Regions from separate parts of the Mus musculus genome. Here region 2 is linked to region 1. The links are chromatin contacts, called in public Hi-C maps. All regions are on one chromosome and are shown on one strand. Each heading gives the region's core, a stretch centred on a gene start, on an enhancer-like site or on the middle of the called end of the contact. The rest is flanking DNA. Distances are from core to core; before and after follow the strand shown. Region 1 has its middle 71 kb from the start of Gm19956. Region 2 has its middle 24 kb from the start of Gm41880.

Region 1 (7,173 bases), core at 4,532-7,031:
ATACACCTTATGTAGGATGGCAGGTCTGGCCAACTAGTGCTGGATTATGGCAGAGAGGAGAGGGAGGGAGGGAGGGAGGGAGGGAGGGAGGGAGGGAGGGAGGGAAGGAGGGAGGGAGAGAGAGAGAGAGAGAGAGAGGAGACTCACTGATACTAAATTCTGAAATGGCTTTCGTCTCAGGTCTCAGTGTGTTGGTAAGTCAAATCCCTTCAGTGAGACTCAGTTTCCCTGTGATAAAGTTCATGGTGGGGCAAATAAAGCTGTGATTAAAATAAAATATGGGCTCTGTTTTGTTTTACTCTTATTCTCTCTCTCTGTGTGTTAAGGTTTCAAATATCCTGGGCTGACCTTAAACTAACTATGAAGCTAGCACTGACTTTAAACTCTTGATCCTCTTGTCTCTTTCTCTCCAGTGCTGGAATTACAGGCCCATAGCACCCACTTACTGGCTATTTACTGTTATCTGAGAAGGTGATGTGATTATTACGGGTATCTTGTAGTTGTCCAGCTGGGTATGTCTATAAGCACCTGAAAGGTTTTTATTTTGGTGCTGATGACCAACCACACCCAGGGCTTTGCACTCAACTAGGCAAGCATTCTATTCTGGAGCTACCCTCTGCACTCTGGAATTTTAGAATCTTTCATGAGTGTGTCATCAGAACTGCACACTTGGATTCTCAAAGGCAAGAGAGAGAAAGCACAGAAGCACCCTCTGGAAGACCATGACATTACAGTTCTCTGTGAATGCTTTTGTGACAGTCAAAGGGAGAACTAAAGGGGAGAGTTTACTCATTGGCAGCCCTCTAAATATCACTTTGCTAGGGGCAACGAATCTGTGCCTCAGCAGCCTCCACACAGGGAGCTGGAGTCTGTTCTGCAGAAGCTGCCAGGTGCGGGCTCCTCCACATGGTGTCCTCCCCACAGAGCCTTCTTAGGGGAGAGCTAAAGGTTTTAGATGCTGGTACCTAGCTGTATCTCTGCATGTATTTACTTAAATGCCATTGTAGTCAAAGTAACCCATTATGACGCTGGGGCCCCGTGCACTACACTCCCTTTCCAAAATGATGTGTGCACCACCTGAGCTGATGTCAGCTCTCTAAGACAGACCCAAACCATCTATGAAGGGCCAGGTGTGACTCTCTAGGGTTTGCAACTTAGCAATACACCATTGAAATGATTCCGCTTTGAGAATCAGCTGTAAAGGATAGACAGAGAAGCCTGTGACCCGATAAAACTTTACTTACAAAGTCACATTCAGTCAAAGGTTTCGGATCCTTGTCTAAAAGACCTTAGCACATCTTTCTCCCCAGACTTGAGACCATTTTGTATTCGACTCTGCCAGGGAGGCACCCCTCCAAAAACACACGCTTTACTTTCTTTTCTTTTTTTTTCTTTTTTCTTTTAACTACATATTTTCCTCAATTACATTTCCAATGCTATCCCCAAAGTCCCCCATACCCCCCCCCCACTTCCCTACCCACCCATTCCCATTTTTTTTTGGCCCTGGCGTTCCCCTGTACTGGGGCATATAAAGTTTGCGTGTCCAATGGGCCTCTCTTTCCAGTGATGGCCATCTTTTGATACATATGCAGCTAGAGTCAAGAGCTACTGGGTACTGGTTAGTTCATAATGTTGTTCCACCTATAGGGCTGCAGATCCCTTTAGCTCCTTGGGTACTGTCTCTAGCTCCTCCATTGGGAGCCCTGTGATCCATCCAATAGCTGACTGTGAGCATCCACACTTTACTTTCTAGTGGACAGGGCCTTACTAAAGTGTCCAGGGAGGTCTTGAACTTGTGATCATGTTGTCTCAGCCTCCCTGAGTGCCTGACTGGCCTTGAGAGTATTCTCAGTGAGCTGTAGACCTTGTCTTCTGTCTCCTCCGAGCACCCCTGTTCTCTGCTGTCTAAGCTCTCTAAGCTCCCACAGTCATTCACTGGAAGGATGGATGAATGGCTCTCTGGCAGCCATAGTGAGAAGAGGGCTTACTCCTCCTTGGGGCTGGGTTGGTCTGAGCTTTTGTTATCTGCCCCATGACTGACTGTCTCTGTACTCTGCAGAAGAGCCATCCCTGCCCCCAGTCCACAGCTTGCCCACATTTGGAGGCTGTTAGAGGAGTCAGCCTGCAGCCTGCAGCCTGGCCTGGCCGAGCTGGCCCTTTTATCTTTCTTTATAAATCACCCTCTCCCTCCTCCTGATTCTGCTTGTCTAGCTCCTCTGAACCTCCTCCAATTTGTCTCTAGTGAGCAGTGCAGAGAGTCCTGCCTGCGAGGCCAGGTGTGGCTGTTGTGCGGCTTGCTGGGAAGGAGGCCCCCCTTCCATCTGTAGGCCGGCGCCTTTGCCTGCAGTCCACACCTTTGCTGGGCTCTGTTGGCTGAGCCCAAGTAGTTTCCCTGCTGAACAGTCTCTCAACATTTATTTCCTGAGCTTCGTGCTCAAGTGCCAGGTGGGAAGACCAGGAGCATGTGCAGTCTCTCCTTATATACACTTTACAAACGCCGCGGAAGAAACCACCAGGGCCTGGGATGAGTGTAGCAGGGAAAGCTGGTCCTCTGAAAGGCGACTTCCCTGAATAGGCCTGAACGACGAACAGAGCCTGCTGCAAAAATAGTGGTGAGGGAGAATCCATGCAGAGAAATAGCACGTGCAAAGGTCCCGTGGCTTGAATAGTCCATTGAGCTTGACTTTCAAGGGCTAGAAGATCTGCTCTTAGGGAAGTTGGACATGTCAGTGCTCTGCCTGGGGCACTGACGGCAAAAGTGCTCACATTGTAATGAGCGTCATGACCGTCCTAGTGGCATCTACCTAAGGGCAAGGACTCTGTACTCAATGCTTCATTAAATTTATTATATGGACCGAAGACATTTTGCAGATAAAGAAACAGGCTCAGAGAGGTTCAGTAATTCTTTCAGTGTCACACAGTTTTAAAAGGAAGGAGCTGAGTTTAATCCAGAGAAGTTAGATGTAGTGCCCTCGATGCAAGGCAGTTAGTGAGGGCACTTAAAAAAAAAGATTTATTTCATTTAAAAGCACCCCCCCCCGTGTGTGTGTGTGTGTGTGTGTGTGTGTGTGTGTCACTTCCAAGAGCATAAAAGTGTGAGTGTAAGAGCCCAGAGAGGCCAGAAGCATCAGAGTCGGAGGCCGTTGTGAGCACTTTGAGGTAGATGTTGGAACCAGCCGCCTTGTGGTCCTGCACCGTACTCAGAGAGCAGAGAACACAAGCTGTATTCAGCTGGATTTCTCCGTTTTATCTACCTGAGGACCTCAGCCCACCGAGCGGTGTCATCTACACTTAGGGAGGGTCTTCCTGTTCTGTTAAATGTTTCTGGAAACATCACAGACATACCCAGAGGTGTGTCCCCATGGTGGCTGCATATCCTGCCAAGCTGACACTCATAATTAGCCATCCCATCAAGTGACAGGGGTGAAGATTAGATCAGAAGTTTGGCTCTGAAGTCTGGGGCAGGGGCTTGCCTGTCCCAAATTAGGTGTGGATACAAGGAGTAGGCTGAGGAGGATGTGTATTGCACACAGATTGAGGAGTCCATGGGCACCCAGGGGCCATCTATGATCTGTGTATCTATGTATCTATTTATCTATCATCTATTATGTGTGTATGTATGTGTCATTTATCTATCATCCATGTAGGTATGTATGCATGTATTATCATTTATCTTTCATGTATGTTTGTATCTATCATCATCATCACCATTTATCATGCATTCACATCTATCATCACCTATGTATATATTCATGTATTATGTATCTATCATTTATATATCAGTGTATCTACCATCTATTAATCTATCAGTCTATCATCTATTAATCATCTATCTAACTGTGCATCTATCTATCTATCACCTATGTATCTATCATTTATCATTATTTCAGGCTGGTCTCAAATTCAGTATTTATCAGATTTGAACCTCTAATTTCCCTGCCTCTCCCTCCATATTAAAAGTGTGTGTCACCTTACTAGGTTTCCTGGCAGCATTTTAGAACTCAGCAGCTGAAAGTTCTGTTAGATCTTCAGGCTGGACAAAACCCACTTATTTTTCTTCTTGGCTGGGAAGTGAGAAAAACAGGTGTTAGTCTGTCTACAGAAGTTGTCTTCCAGCTGTGGTGGAAAGCCTCTTCATTGTGTTGGCCTTGCTGGAAGGAAGAGATTTCCCTGTGCCTAGGATTCAGACCCAGCAGAGATGCCCAGGGAGCCTAGAGGCCTTGAGGGCCAGGAGCTGAGCTGCAAATGTGGGTTGCCTGGCCTCCATCAGCACACACAGATGTATTAGGTGGGAACAACTCCCTGGAGTCCCTCCTTGTCATCTCCTGGCCACAGCAGATCAGAGGTGTGAGAGCAAAGTGCATACTTCACGGATTGCTCTCGGAGGATTGTTGGATTGGGCCTCAGCTGGGTGTGATGTGGAGAAGGGACTGGCATCAAGGTCGGAGTGGAGAGAAAGGTGAGCCCAGGCAGAGAAGTATGAAGGCCTGTGTTCTACCCTCTCTCCTCTCTCCCTGATGTCTGAGCAGAGCTCTGTCGGTACTGTGGACTGAGCTAGCATCTTGGGCCGCATCTGCCATGACTATGCCCCTGAGTTCCCAGGACATGCATCACAGCTTTGAGAGGCTCAGAAAGGACCTGACTCTTTGCTCATCATCCTCACAATAAGCTCAGATGGGCAGCCAGCCCAGAGGGGCTACAGGAAGTCTGCCTGGTGCATTGTGAAGTCTCGGAGGATCAATTCCAGGGGACTCAAGGCTGGGACGAGAAGGAAAAGGTGAAAGCACAGGCGATTCTCCCAGGTTTTCAAGCTAAAGAAAGTAGGGGGTCGGTAGACACATGCCCCAGGCCACCCAGGTCATTTAGAGGCCAGCAGGTAATCCCTTCTATCAGCAAGAACCTTTGTCACACTGGGTCACCTGAATCTGGTGTTGAGCTCTTTCTCTGACTGCATAGGCCCCAAATCGAATCCCTTGTGACGATTTCCCATGAGGCCACATTCTTTCACATCTTTAGGGCTCTGCTTGTGTCCTAGGCACCTGCCATTCTTCTTATCCAAGTTGTGTTCTGCCTGTGAGAAGCCTGGGTAGGCACCTGTTCCACCCAGTACAACCCATGTTCTCTTGCCCTGTGTCTCTATGTCAACATTTATGTTTTTTTATCTTGGGGCCCGTATCACCATTCACACCAGGACCACTTTTAGTTGACAGACCATCTCATATTTTGTTTGATGAACGATGGGTCCTCAGCGCTGCTCGCTGATTGACTGAGTTGAATGGAAGGCAGACTTTGACTATGAACTACATAATTAATTGATTGGCTGACTTGATCAACTCCAGGGGGCTTTTCCCCAAGATTTTCTCCCTGGTTTCTACATCAGACCCTCCCTTGTGCTCCTCTGAGCTGGAGACTGCTACACACTTGCTTTACCCCACCTGGGTACAACTTATAAGCTTTCATTTGGGCCTTTCTGAAATGTCTCTGAGGAAGCTCACTCTGGTCCCGGGGATGACTGAGCCATGGTGATCTGGCTCAGTAGTGACTTCAGAAGCTTGGCCTCATGTAAACATACAGGAAGCTCTGTCTGATGGAGGGAAAATTGTGATTCTGCCGCTCAAGCCCTGGGGTTAGAAGGTCAGAGCCAGCTGGCTTCTAGGACTTAATATGCCTGTGCTGGCAGGCCCCAGAGACAACTTCCTGGTCAGGACAGCTGCCTTCCACAAGCTTCACCTCTTTGCTCAAGGGAGACAGGAAGGAGTCCGGCCCTCCAGATTCCAAAGCTCGGAATGTGTCTCTTCTTGCATCTCCAGGAATTTCAGCCCTGAGGAATTTCATTGTCTTGCAGGATGCTCAGAGGGATGTGAGTTCCTAAACAGGGCTGCACTCCTCTTTAAAGAGACGCATGCCCCTATCCCCTCAGCAGGCCACACCCAGAGGAGAAAGACTAGGTGCTTTCTCCTCAACCTAGACCAAGGCCACCTTGGCTGTTCTACTCACACTTTCTCTCCCCACTGAGAGAAAGCCAGGCTAGTGAGAGCCCTCATTTACATTTCATTAAGAGGTGTTGGGCTGGGTGATAAAGAACAGATCTATTCTGTCCCTGGATCCAGAGTTTGGGGCACCACTCTGCAGTTATTCCCAGCAGCCCTCTCAGTTCACCTCCCTGCCTCTCACGGTGTAGCCTGAGCTACCAGAACCATATGTTAAAGGTTCTGCCCATTTCCAGTGGGCCTCCAGAAAGGGGATGGCACGAACTCTGCTTTCACATAAGAGAAATCCAGATCAGAGAGGTCAAGCGATTGCTATGACTACTCAGGTAGGATATGGCAGAGCTGGGCAGTAAGCCTAAGCTACCTTGCCTCCAGAGCACCCGCTCTCCCTTTATGTTGGAGCTCATCACCACCCACCTAGAGAAGGAGTTGCAAGTATGAAAGCTACTGGCACCGGCACCGGCACCGGCACCGGAGGAGCTCAGTGTAGACCAGTGACAGTAGAGGGAGGTTGCCCAGACACCCCACTCTCTGTTGCTCCGTGCTCTTGGAGAATGACACAGGATCCCTTAGCAGTTACTCTACTTGTTATGATGTAACTCATCATGTGACAGTTTCAGGGGGCCACACCTTCATTCTGCTCTCACCTGGGAACCCAGGAAGATGCCAGCATCTTTGCGTGGGAACTTGGAGAGCCCACATGAAGTCCCTATCAGGGAGAATGTCACCCTGAGAGCTCCCCATCCTGGCCTTCACAGGTGGAAGAATTTGGCGTTTTTGGATTCAGACATGGCCTGTGGCTTATGCCAAAGACAGGGAGCAGGAGCACGGAGGAAACAATCCTAGTTGTTTCCTAGAAATGTTGGGGACCAGCCTAGATCTAGAAAGGGGACAGTGTGGCTCATCTTCCTGTGCATCTTGGAAATCGCTGGAAAACTCCGGCTCAAAGTGATCCGTGCTTTATCACATCGCCACGTGTACAGTGCTTTTCAGCATTTCTCATGATGTGTTTTCAGGCTCAGATTGATGGAGGTGGGAGTCAGGCCCGGGGGTGGAAGAGACAAGGGTTTAGTAATGAGTTCGAAGTTTACAAAACACAGAAGCCAATATGGCTTCAATACGTGATGTGACCCTTTATAAGCCTGGAAACGACTCTTCAGAACTCTTTCTGGACTGACTTCAG
Region 2 (7,272 bases), core at 1,417-3,916, 490 kb after region 1:
GAGGTTAGAAGAATCTGCCACAACCGGGGAAGGGGAATTGTGTAAATGGTAATAGTGACATTATAAAGCCAAGCACTAACTTCCTCTGCTCTCAAGTACAGTGGTAACTCGGTGGAATTAGTCATTTCTTACATCAAGCAATGCTCTTAACTCATGGATGTTTCCCTGAGCCAGATTTTATGGTCTATGTCAGAAATCTCTCTAAATCCTTATAAGTTGTGTTTGTTTCTATGCAATACATTCTTTAATGCTCTTGGGGCTTATCCATAAAACTCTCTGAGATGGCTGAGTTTCTTCTTCCACCTCTGAATTTGAAGAACACAGCTCACATTCCATGCTGAGCTAAATCCAAAGCACTTGGTGCAGACTATAGAATGTGTGTGAATATGAGTTCTCCTGGCAGGCAGCAACAAACTATGACCACCAGCTCTACCTTCTCTAAGGTGGCTTTTTTTTAATCTTTAAAATATGTTTTATTAGATATTTTCTTCATTTACATTTCAAATACTATCCTCTTTCCTAGTTTCCTCTCTGAAAGTCCCCTATACCCTCCCCCTGCTCCCCAACCAACCCACTCCCACTTCCTGCCCTGGCATACCTCTACTGATGCTTCCAGCCCAACTCTAATCTTTAGCATTCTGGTCCTTTATGGGAGCTTCTTTTTGTAGCCACGAAGCTCTTTCGCTCTGGCCTTTGATGGAGAGAACAGCTGTCCTCAGAAGGCAACCCTGGTCATTCACTCTTTCCTCATCGCTGACTCCTCTGTTACCTGTTTCATTTGCTTGCTAGAGAGTATTTCTACCATTCATCCCTGCTAGCTGGATCTCCCACCCATTCTTTCCAAAAGAAATTACTTGTCTTTCCTTCTTCCTTTCCTTCCTTCCTTCCTTCTTTCTTGCTTTCTTGCTTTTTTCTTTCTCTCTCTATTTATTTTTGTTTTTAGGCAGATTCTCATGAGCCTCAACTGACTTCAAACTTGTATAGCCAAGGATAGCCTTGAGCCCCTGATCCTCTTGCTACCAACTCCCAAGGCCTGGAGTTACAGGTGCTTGCTACTATGCCACCTTTATGCTATGGAATCCATATGCTTAGAATCAATAAGCATAGCTTATGCATCTTAAGCAAACATTCTGCCAACTGAACCTCAGTTCAGCCCTAACAGCAACTCTTGAAGAAATCCCCGTGCACTTGTGATTCGAGTAGCCCAGACCCACACCTTCCTTCCAAGACTAATGCAGACTGAGGATTCCAAACATTGCTCTGCTGTATGGGCCAGTTTAGTAGCAAGACACCCAGACTAAGGTTCTCAGACAATGTTGCCATCAGTGTGGCTAATAGTACTTGTATTTTAGAAGTCACATGTTCTAGAAATTTCCAAAAAGAAACCACAAGCCAAGCAACTAATAGTCTTTTTTTTTTTAAAGATTTACTTATTTATTACATGTAAGTACACTGTAGCTGTCTTCAGACATTCCAGAAGAGGGAGTCAGATCTCATTACGGGTGGTTGTGAGCCACCATGTGGTTGCTGGGATTTGAACTTTGGACCTTCGGAAAAGCAGTCAGGTGCTCTTACCCACTGAGCCATCTTACCAGCCCGCAACTAATAGTCTTAAAGCTAATTTGCAATCTTCTTTGTCCTCACACAATGCACAAAATAAACTTCAAATAAGAGAGCTTTAAATGTAATGTGTAAGAACAAACACATAACTGGGAGAGGAGGAAAGATTAAAGGATGAGGCTTTTTACACAAACTGATGGATGATAGAGTTGGGGTGTATGCTGTAGGGGAAAAGAGTGCAAACTGAGAAAGCAAAACTATACTTAATGAAGCGTGTGTGTAAAGTATCACAGGCAAGACAGAAGGAGAAATAAAATTTCCTCCAACCTCCCAAATGAAAAGGCAACACAATAAAAGTGCCTATTTATGAGAGTCAAGTGATAAAAACTAAAAGGGAAAAAGAAATAAGACTTCTATTCATCATTGTTTTCAATTTTGAATAATGTTTATGCCTTATGTGTTTAAACGTAAAGTTAAGGAAAAATGGAAACAATACTAAATTTAAATATATATGGAAACAAAGTGACAAAACTGTGTACAAAATTGATAACATATCAGGCAGAAATAAAGAATATAAGTTTTGAACATATACCCGCAGTTGTAGAAAGGCTAAGAACATAAAATAGCAGCAGGGAATTTAACATGATGCAAGGTTGTTGATAGTCATGTTGAAATATTGGTATCAAGATATTATATTACTAGACTAAGCAGATAACTAAACGTAAGTTTGCTTTGAAGAACTAGGGCCTTTCCTAAGATAATGGTATGGAAGAGACAAAAACATGTGGTTTTGGATTAGACTCGGAAGTATAAGATGTGTGGTTGCACATACATGTGCTCCCATGGAGTGAAAGTACACATGTGTATTTGCATATGCACTGTTGGAGTAGGGAGGCAGAGATGGACCCAGCCAAGTTTACAGGAAATAAGATCCAAGCAGGATGAGAGAGCAGGTCACTCCCTTCCCTTGAGTAAAGGGTGAGTTGTCATTTGTGAAAATTAAACATGGAGAGACACCAAGTCACAGGAAATGAGGCCCTGCTTCCACCACCATGTGAGAGGTTGCTCAGCCAAGTAAAAAGAGAATGGGCTCCAGAGAGTGGAGGAAATGACTTCACATTCCAGCACACTTTGTTCCCTATTGTAATTCTGAATGACTGGGCCCCTGGAGCCTCGGGGTGCTTTGTTTGTATGGAAAAATATTGGCAGCATTGAAAAGTTGCTGATGGGGACCATGGGAAGACTCCTCTATGTGCAGTGGGGCAAGGTGCAAGTGCCCAATGGATAGCAATTAGCCCGATGGCTACTATAAATAAATCACAAGTCATAAGCACTTGCTGCAGAGGGAGGTATCAGTCATTTCTGGGAAATCTGCACGAAAACTGGAAAATGGATACTAAAACTGTCTTTTGAGTTAGGCATCCTGTTTCTCAATATTTATCCAGAGGAAAGAAACAAAGTATGCACAGGCAGATATGAATAATTTATTTCAGCATGAAATATATTTCAAAATTGCAACAGTAGATGCATAATTAAACTACCATTTTGATAAATTGATACACCATCCTTCTGCCTTCTAAGTAGTTATCCTGACACCCTCACACTGAGCGCATTCCTACAGCTCTCAGCCCTAGCTGGAGAAACTTCTTTCTGAAAACACTAAGGTCATTGCAGAGATCCACAACAGGTCAAAGGGCAAAGAATGGGGGTCTATGGAGTGTCCATCTCCAAATGAGACATCAACAACAAAGCCACTTCCCTCATGCTCAGGGACCATGGTAGAAGAGGGGTTTAGAAAAACTCTAAGATCCAGAGGCACCCCAGAGGCTTGTTGTGAAAGAGTACAGTCAAGAGTTGTTGGAGAATGGACACCGGATCAACTCCAGACCCATGTGCATATGTGCATGTGTGCAACATTAACTGGACCCAGCAGGTGACATATTTAAGAGACTAGAAGCCAGCCGGGTGTGGTGGCACATGCCTTTAATCACAGCACTCAGGAGGCAGAGGCAGGCAGATTTCTGAGTTAGAGGCCAGCCTGGTCTACAAAGTGAGTTCCAGGACAGCCAGGGCTATACAGAGAGACCCTATCTCGAAAAACAAACAAACAAAAAAAAACAGAAACTAAAAGACGGGGACATGAATTTGAGAGGAGGATGGAGGGCTTGAGGAGTCAGAGATGAAGACATAATCAAGATGTGTTAAACGCAAGCATGAAACTCTCAATGAATAAGAAAAAAATTAAATACAGTTAAACTACTTATGCCTGCACACTACTGGACATGGAGCCTGGTGGGCACAAAAGATATGTGCAGCTAAGGTACAGAATGAGCTTCAAGTCTCTATTATCAGGAAAACCTAGAAATGCTTGCATAAAATCCTAGTAGATACATGGTTTGCTTAATTAGTGCTTGTGACACTAGAATCAAACTCAGTGCAAGTGTTCTTGCACTGAGCTATCATCCTAGCACTCCAAATGTAGACACACAGACTCACGCCTATTCTGTCTTTACTTTGGTGGTTAAAGGGACTGTTCAACCACACAGGAATGCTGTGGACACCCTCCCCAGTCCACCCTTCCTTCAGCACTCACTGGTTGCCATTTTTAACAAGAATAATCTTTCCCTTCTCTTTTTGCCACTGACAACTCCAGGTTTTTCAAGTGCCCTTCTGTTGTTTGTAACACCACGGACTCATGGATTCACTGAGCTGTGACTCACAGCTGCCATTATTCTTTCGGTTGCTTAAGTTGTCTCAGATTTGGCCACGGGAATGTCTTTAACCAGTTCCAGAATCTTGTTGACATGTTTGCTTGATCTCTGAGCCCTTCCAGGGCTCTCTGATCTGTCCCTCACAGGAGGCATCACTAGAGCCTTTGTTTGTCTCCCAGGGGACTTGGTATTTAGAAACCAAGATCTGGGTGCCTATAACTCATTGCTACTGGATTGTCACCATCAGAATCTTCCCAAACCAGCCCCTGGAATGGGGCATCTGACTTCACATCTCCAGAGAAAAATTATTTATACATCAGGGCAAAAATATAAAAATATGATTCCATGTTAGCCCTCTCTGACCCCTCTAAAACTCTGTTCTGCTAAAGACTGAGAACTAGAAAATAGCATAGAAAGATGGCTGGTTTATGTGGAGCTACAATGCCCACACCTAAGGGAAGCTTTGCTATTGCTTGTGTGATGAAGTCTTCAGTGTGAGGGATTTGAGTGAAGGCATTTATCACTTTTCAAAACCTTTGGAATCTTATTTGTTTTCCTTTTCATAATGACACCAAACATCTTAAAGTGTCACATCACGTGTAAGAAACTAAATATCATCAACTCTGTTTTCATAGAGGGGGGATGAAGAGAAATGTGCTTTGGGGTTAGAAATTGTTTTGAAATCAATTCTACCTTCTCAAAGAGATACAGTCTTAGCTAAAATGTTGAACTTCCTTGAATTTCTTTCTGACAAAGAAAACTGAAGAAGAGTTGAAAACGAACTGGATTGTTACCATTCCTTCGGCTGGGCACCTGAATCCCTGGTGGTTTGCTACTGTCAAAAGTTACCAAAGTAAGATTGAAAAACCAGGTTCAAACAGATCCTCCTGAGCAGAGACAATCAGTAGCCGAAACAATAGAAGACTATATGCTATAAATGGGTATTCCTTAGAATGGTTTACATGCTGTGGGGTAAGTTGCCCAATAACAAACAGCCTTGTGCATGCCAAAGAGGCCGAAAAGCCAGCACCTGCTCGCTCACTCCCTGAACCTGGGTGCTTCAGTTGTCCTGAGCTGGTGCTGGAGGCCTGCAGGATTCACAGAAATACCTGGTATTTAGGTAATGTTGGAAGGTCAGTCTTAGCTGTAGCCTGATGACAGGAGCTGCAATAACAATACATGCACTCAGTAGCTAGACACAAAGTTGAGCGGACAAAGTGAGCAGCCCTTGTCACTCAGGCCTTTCCATGTCTGAACATGTGTGAGAATGTCAACTGGTGAGAGCTTCCCCACCCCGCTTAGTTCATGCTTCCAGGAAATGGCCACCCAAACCCTCCCAACGGTGTCTCTTATTTGATTCCAGGCTCAACCAAGTTGACAAGATTAATATGATAGGGATTATCTGGTGTTTTGGAGTCTCCACTCTCACTGTTTTTGAAGAACTTTCAACTTTGTAGAAAATTGCAGAAAAGTGATGGAGAGGCTGATGGTTCTCATCTGTACAGACAGAAAGGAATATCATCCTGGTACAGACATAATTGGTGATGGAGGTAACTGGTGCCAAGTGCTAAGTTCAACTGGTTCCATGCTGCAAGCACCATTCAGGCCATTAAATTTGGTATGTAGACCTGCCAAAATGAGAACAAACCCATCAAAGCCCATAGCTCTGGAAAAGTCTCTAAAAGTACCAACCTTGGTTTTTGGATCTCATAGTTCTGACTAATCAGTCTTATTTCTTGATACTTAACCCTTTCCTCACAATCTCTTTCCTTCCTTCCTTCCTTCCTTCCTTCCTTCCTTCCTTCCTTCCTTCCTTCCTTCCTTCCTTCCTTCCTTCCTTCCTTTCCTCCCTCCCTCCTTCCTTCCTTCCCTCCCCTCTTCTTCTTTTCCTTCTTATCCTTCTTCTCCTTCTCCTTCTCCTTTTCCTTCTTTTCATTTTGTTCTACAATTTCCCAGAAATACCAGGAAAAAATTAGCTCAGAAATAAATCTAGGAAAGTTCATGATACACTATTTGGAATAAACGTCATGCAAGAGGCATAGGCTACCTCATTCAGAGAGGGCTAGAGACATGGCTCAGCCATTGAGAGTGCTTGCTGCCCATCCAGAAGACTGGAGTGTGGCTCATGACACCCACATCAGGCAGTCACAACTGCCTATAACTCCAGCTACACACACACACACACACACACACACACATACACACACACACACACTCATACACATAAAATGTAAGGATACTAAAACTTTTTTTAAGAGATGATTTTAGAGATAGGAAAGATGGTTCTACCACAAAGATACACAATCATATGAGCTGAGTTTGATCCCTAAGGATCCATTATTTCCAGGTATGTGCTTGTAATCTCTGAGCTGGGGAGGCAGAGGCAGGTGGATGCCTGGGGCTCACTAACCAGCCACACTAAATGGGTCAGTTGCCTCTGGGTCCCAGTGAGGAAGACCTTGTCTCACAGAACAATGACTCCTAAAGAGCAATAATCAATGTTGCCCTCTTACACCTCCATGTGAACATGTGTGTGTGTATATATACACACCTACATACACGTACATACACATATATATGCATTTTGGAAGTAATTTTTCCAGGAAGAAAGCTTCCTGGTAACCGAGACACTGCCCCTCAAGGGAGTCAATTTAGCCTATCTTTGAGCCAGCATAGGGTCTTAGCTTTCTCTGGTAACTGTTGAGATCGACAGGGGATGACAAGAAATGGGTGAGCCTGAAGGATCCATGAAGCCTAAATTAGAAAGGCTTAGCAGAACAAAGCCTGCGCATCACATTCTTAGAGATCACAGTCATTGACAGGAAAGCTGGAGATGGACGGATGGGGAGAGATTTAGCTTTCAGGAATTCCATGGCCTTTTGAAAACACTTGAAAACGTAATATTTTCTAAAGGATTTCTTAACCATTCCTGTCTTGTCCACCATGGGGAGAAGAATGTGATGTTTGCATTTTTTCTAGATTTCTGAATCTCTGCCATTTG

What was found. A called contact is a pair of places that touch in the nucleus more often than the background predicts.
Region 2: a contact with region 1 is called in a Hi-C map of embryonic stem cells, with 2.8 times the contacts expected there. The contact joins two enhancer-like sites. A contact is called at or near these places in 1 of 484 Hi-C or Micro-C datasets (embryonic stem cells) and 1 of 115 datasets of contacts at active chromatin or transcription factors (embryonic midbrain).

The regions. Positions count from the first base shown.
Region 1 is chr19:59,580,265-59,587,437 of GRCm38.p6, forward strand. No RefSeq gene overlaps it. Among named protein-coding and RNA genes, the nearest start is that of Gm19956, 71 kb to the right of the region's middle. Within about 2 kb of position 5,782, at least 22 of the 459 cell types and tissues checked have an H3K27ac peak or open chromatin away from gene starts, as enhancers often do. A contact at or near this core is called in embryonic stem cells, where this site is marked.
Region 2 is chr19:60,070,880-60,078,151 of GRCm38.p6, forward strand. It overlaps the pseudogene Csf1r-ps. Among named protein-coding and RNA genes, the nearest start is that of Gm41880, 24 kb to the left of the region's middle. Within about 2 kb of position 2,667, at least 14 of the 459 cell types and tissues checked have an H3K27ac peak or open chromatin away from gene starts, as enhancers often do. A contact at or near this core is called in embryonic stem cells, where this site is marked.